2 separate regions of the Anas platyrhynchos genome follow, and region 1 is linked to region 2. Evidence: chromatin contacts called from public Hi-C data. All regions are on one chromosome and are shown on one strand. Each heading gives the region's core, a stretch centred on a gene start, on an enhancer-like site or on the middle of the called end of the contact. The rest is flanking DNA. Distances are from core to core; before and after follow the strand shown. Region 1 holds the start of PRKCE (protein kinase C epsilon). Region 2 overlaps LOC110352700 (a long non-coding RNA gene).

Evidence for each region. Hi-C and Micro-C count contacts between places; a contact is called where the count stands out from the background.
Region 1: a Hi-C map of subcutaneous adipose tissue shows a contact between it and region 2, with 3 times the contacts expected there. The contact joins the promoter of PRKCE here to the enhancer-like site in region 2. A contact is called at or near these places in 2 of 8 Hi-C or Micro-C datasets (skeletal muscle and subcutaneous adipose tissue).

Annotation. Positions count from the first base shown.
Region 1 is chr3:39,716,742-39,720,576 of IASCAAS_PekinDuck_T2T, forward strand. PRKCE (protein kinase C epsilon) reads right to left here and starts at 2,449. Exons shown (of 15, transcript XM_005009801.6): 1 at 1,214-2,449. The coding sequence starts at 1,561.
Region 2 is chr3:39,263,646-39,267,534 of IASCAAS_PekinDuck_T2T, forward strand. All of the region lies in intron 3 of LOC110352700 (a long non-coding RNA gene), which reads left to right. Among named protein-coding and RNA genes, the nearest start is that of TMEM247, 19 kb to the left of the region's middle. Within about 2 kb of position 2,361, at least 1 of the 8 cell types and tissues checked has an H3K27ac peak or open chromatin away from gene starts, as enhancers often do. A contact at or near this core is called in subcutaneous adipose tissue, where this site is marked.

The DNA.
Region 1 (3,835 bases), core at 1,199-3,698, 450 kb after region 2:
AATGTAACATACATAGAAGAAGTGGGCAATATTTTAAAGTTGTAAACATTAAAGTTGTAACAGTAAAGTTATTCAGCTCTTAATCAGCATAAATAGAGCACAATTCTTTCACGCCTTTCCATTGTTCTGATATCTCTTTCTAGCACTGCTTTAAGTAAAGAAGCTCCAAAGGATACATGAAACTCTGAGCTGTTAACTCTTGCTGTTTTCACTTTGGTCCTGGGTTCTTTGTTTGCCAACAAAACGTTCCCCTGCCTAGTATCTTTGACCATAATAAATAAACACGAAAAGATGAGCATAAACGTTTCAGACGGCTGGTCAAGCAGGGCACGTTTAAAAATCAGAAGACAGCTAACATCATTCTATTGCACGTCTCGTATAAAGAATATACCATTTAACTGTTTAACTGCAGAAATGTGCACATTCATGTTTCCCGTGCTTCTTTTTGTTTTATTTTCCAGTGTTAAATCACTGTCCCTGAGGCTGTCAGACCAAGGATTTTCCAGCTTTTTTGCACCCCCACCGAGGCATATTAGCCTCTGGGTCTTTAAGATGCAGCAGAAGCTGTTAAACACATTGTGCATGCAGGCAGCAGAATTTGCCTGGTTGGGGCCAAAATCCACCAGAACCCTTTTATCAATTTCAGGCATTTGAAGAAGCACTGCATTAGGTCTATGCACAAAGGTCCAGACCATCTAGGGGAAGAACGAGCATCAGCATCGATGCAGTCAGCTTTCAAGTGATACGAGGACCCCAAAGCATCTCGGATCAGAGGTCAGACCTGCATTTTTAAGGCTTGTCATGACCTCGTCACGGCTTCATCAGTTCACACCAAAGTGAAGAACTCAGTCTAAGAGCTGGCTCTGGGTTTTGCAGTGATGCTCTGTATGGATGTATCTGGCCGGCGGGTTTCAAACACAATAAGACAACAGGACTTGTGTTTATGTAACATAATTTCAGAACCTGAAGTGGTAATTACACATCTCTTACTTAGATGCACCCTATTTTTCTTTCTTCCCGTGTCTGTGGACCACATGCATCAGACACACAGTAACCATGACTATCTCAGTATAACAAAGCATGGAAATAATGAAAAGCCTCCAGAGCTATTACATGCCCTTGGCAACCCAGCTCTGCAATACAGATGTTGCACCCAGAGCGGTGCCACTGCACATCATGTGCACACGTCCGTACCTGCGGCGCGAACACTCACCCAGTCCTCAAAGTGGCGGCTCCCGTTCTGCAGCAAGTCCTCAAACTGGATAGTGCAGTTAGCTACAAAATCGTCGTACCCGATGGGGGCATCGTGGAAAACAGCCATCTCTATCTTCCTGCCGTTGCAAACGTCGGTGACAAATTCGTCGTTCCAAGCGGGACTGTTGGTCTTCTGCTTGGTGGAGGTCTGCCCGATCCTGGAGTCGTCCACATTGAGGGCTATGTAAGGGTCCAGCAGAAAGGTCTGTGGCCTGGGACCCACCGCATGCCTCAGCGACCACGCCGTGGGTTTCAGATTCACCGCCTCGCAGATCTTGATTTTCAGCAAGCCATTGAAAACCACCATGGCTGGACGGCTGCACTTTTCCTGGGATCAAGCACTCGCACAACGCGCTCGCACAGAGAGGGAGGGAAGGAGGGAGGGAGGGAAGGAGGGAAGGAGGGAGGGAGAGAAGGAGGGAGGCAGGGAAGGAGGTCTCGCCAATAAATAGGGGGGCAGGTCTGAGGGGGGGAGCGGGACGCAGCGCGGCTCCGACCCTCGCCGTGCCGCTACCTCTGGTTATTTAGCCTTTGCTCTTGCGACACCCAGTGAATGCATTTATTTTCTCGCCCGTGTTTCTAACGGAAAACAAGGGAGGGGGGCCGCAGGGGAGGGGGAGGCGCCGGCGGCTGCACAAACCCCCCGAAAAGCCGGGCAGGGCAGAGCCGGGGGGCGAGCGAAAGCCTCCTCCCTCCTCCTAGACCATAATCCCGGCTCGGGCCGTGCGAGGGAGGCAGCGCCGCGACCCGAGGCTCCCGCACACGCCAGCCCTGCCCCGGGGCAGCCCCGCAGCGCTCCGCACACACACACAGACACACACACACACACACTCACACGCACAGAGACACCCGCACGAGTCACCGGCCGCCCCCCCAGCCCTGCCTACGGCTCAGCCTCCGCTCAGCAGCAGCAGCAGCAGCAGCAGCAGCAGCAGCCATCCACCCGGGGACCTTCCATCCGCGCCGCAGCCCGCAGCAGCAGCAGCGGCGGCGGCAGCAGCAGCCCCCGCGCCTCCTCCTCCTCCTCGTCCTCCGCCAAGGCCGGGGACCCAGCGCGGCCACCCCCGCGCATGGGGCGCGGAGAGGAGCGGAGCGGGGCTCGGCGGGCTCCGGCTGGGCGGCCGCCGCCCTGGCGATGGGCAGAGCCGCCGCCTCCTTCCCTCCCTCCCTCCCTCCGTCCTTCCCTCCCCGCCTCCCGCCGCCGCTCCGCCGCTCGCTCCCGTGCAGGAAATGCGCAAAAGACGTCAGTGTGCGAGCGGAGTGTGTGTGTGTGTGTGTGTGTGTGTATGTGTGTGCGTGTGTGTGTGTGTGTGTAAGTGAGTGTGTGTGTGAGTGTGAGTGTGCCAGCGGCTGGGCGCCCAAAGTTTGGCTGGCTGGCGTCGGGTGGGGGGGGGGGGAGCAGCGCAGCCCGCGGGGGGCCCCCGGCTGCGCCCGCCTTTCCTCAGCCCTCGTCTCTCGTCTTCCTCCGGGCTGGCCTCCGCGCACTTTTTTTTTTTTATTTATTATCATTTATTATCGTTTACAGCTTTGTTACGGTCGCCGCTGTCGTTGTATTTCCTTCCCTCGTCCCCCTCACGGGATAAAAGTGGCGTAGGAAGAAAAAAAAACAAAACAACACACACACACAAACCATCCCCAACCGCCTTCCTCCCCAGCCCCTCAGGTTTTATTCAAGCACCCGACCGCCCCTCTCCTCCTCCTCCTCCTCCTCCTCCTTCCTCCCCGCCTCGCTGCTCCCCGCGGGTTTTCCGCCCGCCCCCGGCCGGGCCCTGCCTCCCCTCTCCCTCACAGCGCCGCCCTCCGGCGGCCTCCCCGCCGCGCCCCGGCCCCGACCCCCGCTGCTCCGGCCCCTCACGGCCCCGCTTCCTCAGCGGGGCCCGGCGGCAGGCAGCGGCTCCCCCGCCGGGGAAGCGGCCTCGCACCGCCCGGGACAAGGCCGGGAGGCGCCGTCAGAAGGTGGCGGCCCGGCCCGGCCCGGCCCGGCCCGGCCCGGCGGGGCTGCGGGTCACCTGCCTTCCCCCCGCCCCGGCGCTTCCCCCGCAGGAATCGTCGCTGCTGGGTGTGGGAGATGCTGAAAGGAGCCCGGGGGGGGTCTTGTAAAAGGGTGTATGTGCCTCGTTATCGAGCTTATCGCGTAAGATTTCAGTCATGTTCATCGCCATGGTGCTGACAACTGCAGGGAATAACCAGGAAACTACAGCTCTCCCCTCCCCTGCACAAACGTGCATAGACGTGGGCTCCACTTGGTTTCCTCTAGTGAAAAAAATATCGCTGCCTTGTTTATTTTTAGTTACTGATCTTGCCAGCTTTTTTTGTGAGAAAGTCATCAGGATGGACGTAGCCCTCGCACGGTCTTTGAATTCACTTTCATATCAGAATGAAAATCCAGGGCCAGCTCTGCTATGCAAGGGGTGCATCGGCAGTTCAGGCGAGGTGAGAAGCAGCAGCCTGCTGCCAGGATGCGCTCAGGTGAGGACACAAAGGGTTAGCACCGAGTCCTGGCTCTGGACCTGGCATTCCTGAGCGGAAAGCAAAGGTGAAGTAATTACGGATTTCTGCAAGTAATGGCTCAGGAGGCAGG
Region 2 (3,889 bases), core at 1,111-3,610:
CAGTTTTCTCCTGGTGCTTTTTGAGTACCAGAATTATAACAAGTGCCATTCTGATAGGAATCAAAGTAGAATTGCTGTTGCAAGATTTGGCTTCAATTTGGAATTTCTACGTAGGCTTCCACTTCTAAAATACTGTGGTAGTTTGTAGCTAACAAGCCACTAGTGCTGTGGTTTCTAACCACTGAGATCTTGGCATGCCGCAGGTGAATACCAGGGAAGGCTTATTTCTTGCTGGGAAGGAAAAGCAGAAGCACAGGAAGATCAAGGTGTCTTTTAGTGTCTGCTCCACTGCGATGTTGGTTCTGATGTGGCTGTGTCAATATCCTTCTTTCTCCAATACCCTTTGCTTCCAGAAATGCTCCTGCTGCTGCTTTTCATATAAATTGAGAAGGAAGGAATGGAGAGGTGTGATCCCTACAAGCAACATTTCTCATACTGTCTGAATAGTTTATTCTGGCCCTTTCAGCATCGAGCCTCTTGTGTGACTTTTATTGTCCCCTCAGCTTAGATGTCATTTTTTCCATTCAGTCTCTTCAGGATTATTAACATCTCAGTCTCCACTGTTCCTCTACATCAAGTTTTGCATAAATGCAGGTGGGGACGAGGAAAGAGAGGAAGAGAACGAGGAGGTAGCAGCTTAGTAGGTAACAGCTGCTCAGTGAAGACTTGCTGGGATAAGTTGCTAAGATGGATTGAATCACAGTTATGGTGTTTTGTTTTGTTGTTTTTTTTTTTTGTTTTTTTTTTTTTTTTTTTCCATATTAAATTTTGTAATATAAGGGCAAAATGTAGGGACTTTTGAACTTAGAATCATAGAATCGAATCATCTAGGTTGGAAGAGACCCTTAAGATCATCAAGCCCAACCATCAACCTAACACTGCTAAGTCTACCATTTAAGGATGTCCCTAAGCACCATGTCCATGTGTCTCAAACACCTATAGGGACAGGGATTTCAGCACTTCCCTGTGCAGCCTGTTTCGATGTCTAACCACCCTTTCCATGAATAAATTCTTCATATCTAATCTAAGCCTCTGCTGGAGCAACTTGAGGCAGTTTGACCTTCTGAAGGACAATATCATCAGTCTCCCTTTATGGTGTTAGAAGATAGCATCTTACGGGCTTGTAGGGTGGTTTAGTCAGACAGTGATGGGCAGGCTCATGTGAAATGCACGGCTTGGTGTCATTAACCAAGGTGACTGTACAGGAGGTTTCTATTGTTCTCTGAAACTACAGGGTTCCTCATCTGAGAAAGTAAATGGGAAAGAACCAATGACGGTTTTGAAGACTGTGTTTCTTATAGAAACAATAACAAAAGAGGTGGGTCAAGAGGGGGGTGTCACAGAGGGGTGCAGCTACACATTGCGTTGTGAGATAGCATTCACCAGTCAAAGCAGGCAGCAGACATGCAAATGTAAGTTCTTGGAACTACTGACTGGCATCTGGCTTCCTGCACAGTCTCTTGTGCTGAATAATATGGTTGAGCGTTGGCTGTATGCGTTACTCAAACTTTTCTTTTTGGAATCTGATGACCTATTTTGATATCAGACTGGAAGTAATACATCCAAGAATCCTAAGCCAGTATCTGTTTTTTTTTTTTTTTTTTTTTTTTTTTTTTTTTTGTTTGTTTGTTTGTTTTTTAAATCATATTTTGTAGATGATATAAAAACATCCATACAAAGCACTTCCAAAGAGTGAAGAGTACATGGATGTCTCCCCTTATTGTAGCTTCTGTCCCTGTGTATTGGCAAGGCAAGCTGCCAAAAGAGTAGTGCTGACAATGACACTTGAGTCCTATTGACTTGTGATCTATTTCCCTCCTTGCTTACCTACAACAACGGCCCCAATTTGTTCCTTTCTTGTGTGCCTAAACTCAGTGCTGGGTCTGGGATAAGAAAGTATATTTGCAGTGATTAGTAGAAAACCACATCCATACTGCTTGACTGGCTGCTACCAACCAAGATACGTAATACGTTCCTCCTCCACTTTCCCTTAATGAGGTGTGAATTTGAGTGTAGCTCATCTTCTCACTTCTGTTTCTTAGGAAGAAAGCTGGAATTTTATCTGAGATATTTCCCCTGTGTCCAGTTTGATTGAAAGTGGCTAAGAGATTCAAAAACAGTAGCAGTAGCTGAGATGAACAGACTGTAAAAATGCTTCTTTTTAAGAGCTACAGAAAAAGAAACTAGTGGTGTTCAGGGATCCTCTTGGAAATGTTCTTTTTTCCTCTGCTGGAAGTTAGCTGAGAAATTAAAACTATTTGACTCTGCTGACATTCAGGCAAATAAGGAACCAAAACTGGAAATGAATCATCCTCTTTTCTGCTCTGTCTCTCAAGCTGTTCCCCAAAAGGTGGCAGTCTCTGCTAGCAGGAATGTGTCATGCTCTGACAGATGGGTGCTTTTCCTTGAGGTTCATTCAGTTCTGTGTTCTGCACTGGCTGAGTTTTTTTTTTTTTTTCTCTCCCCTCCTCCCCCATAACCTTTATCTTTCAAATGCGACCAGCAGCCTGTATATTTGACAAATATTTGTCTAGCACTGTAAATGCACACAGACTTAAAAATGACCTTTGAGTTAAACCAGAGCAGATTCCCACATAAAAAGGAATTAGTTCGAGTTACTTTTTTTTTTTTTTTTTTTTTTTTAAGCTGTATAAACAGAAATTATTAGAATGCATGCTATGAATGCTTCATCTCTGCATCTGTGGCTGAACTTCTACAGCTCGTTAAAATGTTATCACAGCTACAACTGTTCCCTGAAGACTGTGCCAGTGGCCTGGACCTGTACTCTCCAGGTATATGCAAAATTCCTGGGCTTCTCTGGTGTTCTCTCAGTTTGGGGTCAGATCTGAAGGACTTGAAGCTGTCCTTGAGTTATAATCCAGACCCCATGAAGCTGGTGCTCCTTGCTTACTGGTGCTGTTCTGATGGCGCTCTATTTTATATCTCTGCCTGGACTCAGTTGCTGCACAGACAAAGTTATTCCTGGGCTATTCCTGGATCTGACAGCAGCTACAAGCCTGTGGATGCTGCTGCAAGATCCAGCCAGTGGTCATCACGGGATGAGGGGAATGCAGTTCATACCCTGACATTTCCATCCCCCTGCCCCCATCACATCCTTATACACATGATTTCCTCATCTACTTCTGTAGTCTTCTCCCTGGAGAGCTCACAATGAATCTAAGGAAAGGAGTGGAAAATGCCTGCCGAAGCAGCTAATTCTGTCCTTCCATTTGGGGACGAGAAGCCCAAGTTTACCTCTTGGGACACTCTCAAAGACATGCACTGGTTGTTGCTTAAAAACAAATGAAAAACAGACTTCCCAGGGTGGATTTTTCCTCTTAGGAGACTGGTGATTGTATTTGAGACCCTTTTTTAGATAGTGGGAAATTAACAAGGGGATTCTAGAAACAAATTCACTGGGCCTGAGCTGTTTTTACTGTGCAGACACTAACGTATCTTTGTCTTTACAGCATGGCAATTCCCACATCAGTCAGATTGGACTAAAAGGATCTTCATATGAATAATAATGCAGACTGGCAGCGTACTTCTAAAAACTTCATTTAGCTAAACAGAAGTATATTGTGTCCGTGTTTCTGCTCCAGGAATGTGTCTCTTATTTTTTTTTCCTCTGCCTTTCAAGTATTCATTGGTTAAGAAATCTGACTTGCCTTCACTCGAACACTAGATAACTTAGAGGGAGAATTTCATTTATTTCTCTGTTTTGTAAAGAATGACAAACCCTGCAAAATTGTGAGTGCAAAATCCAGTACTCTCCTCACTACTGATTTTCTTGAGGATTCTTTGGTTCCACTGTAGACAATTGCATTGAGGCTTCAAATGATGGGATAAATAGTCAAAAGCCAAAGTACAGAAAATGGCTAAGGCCTGC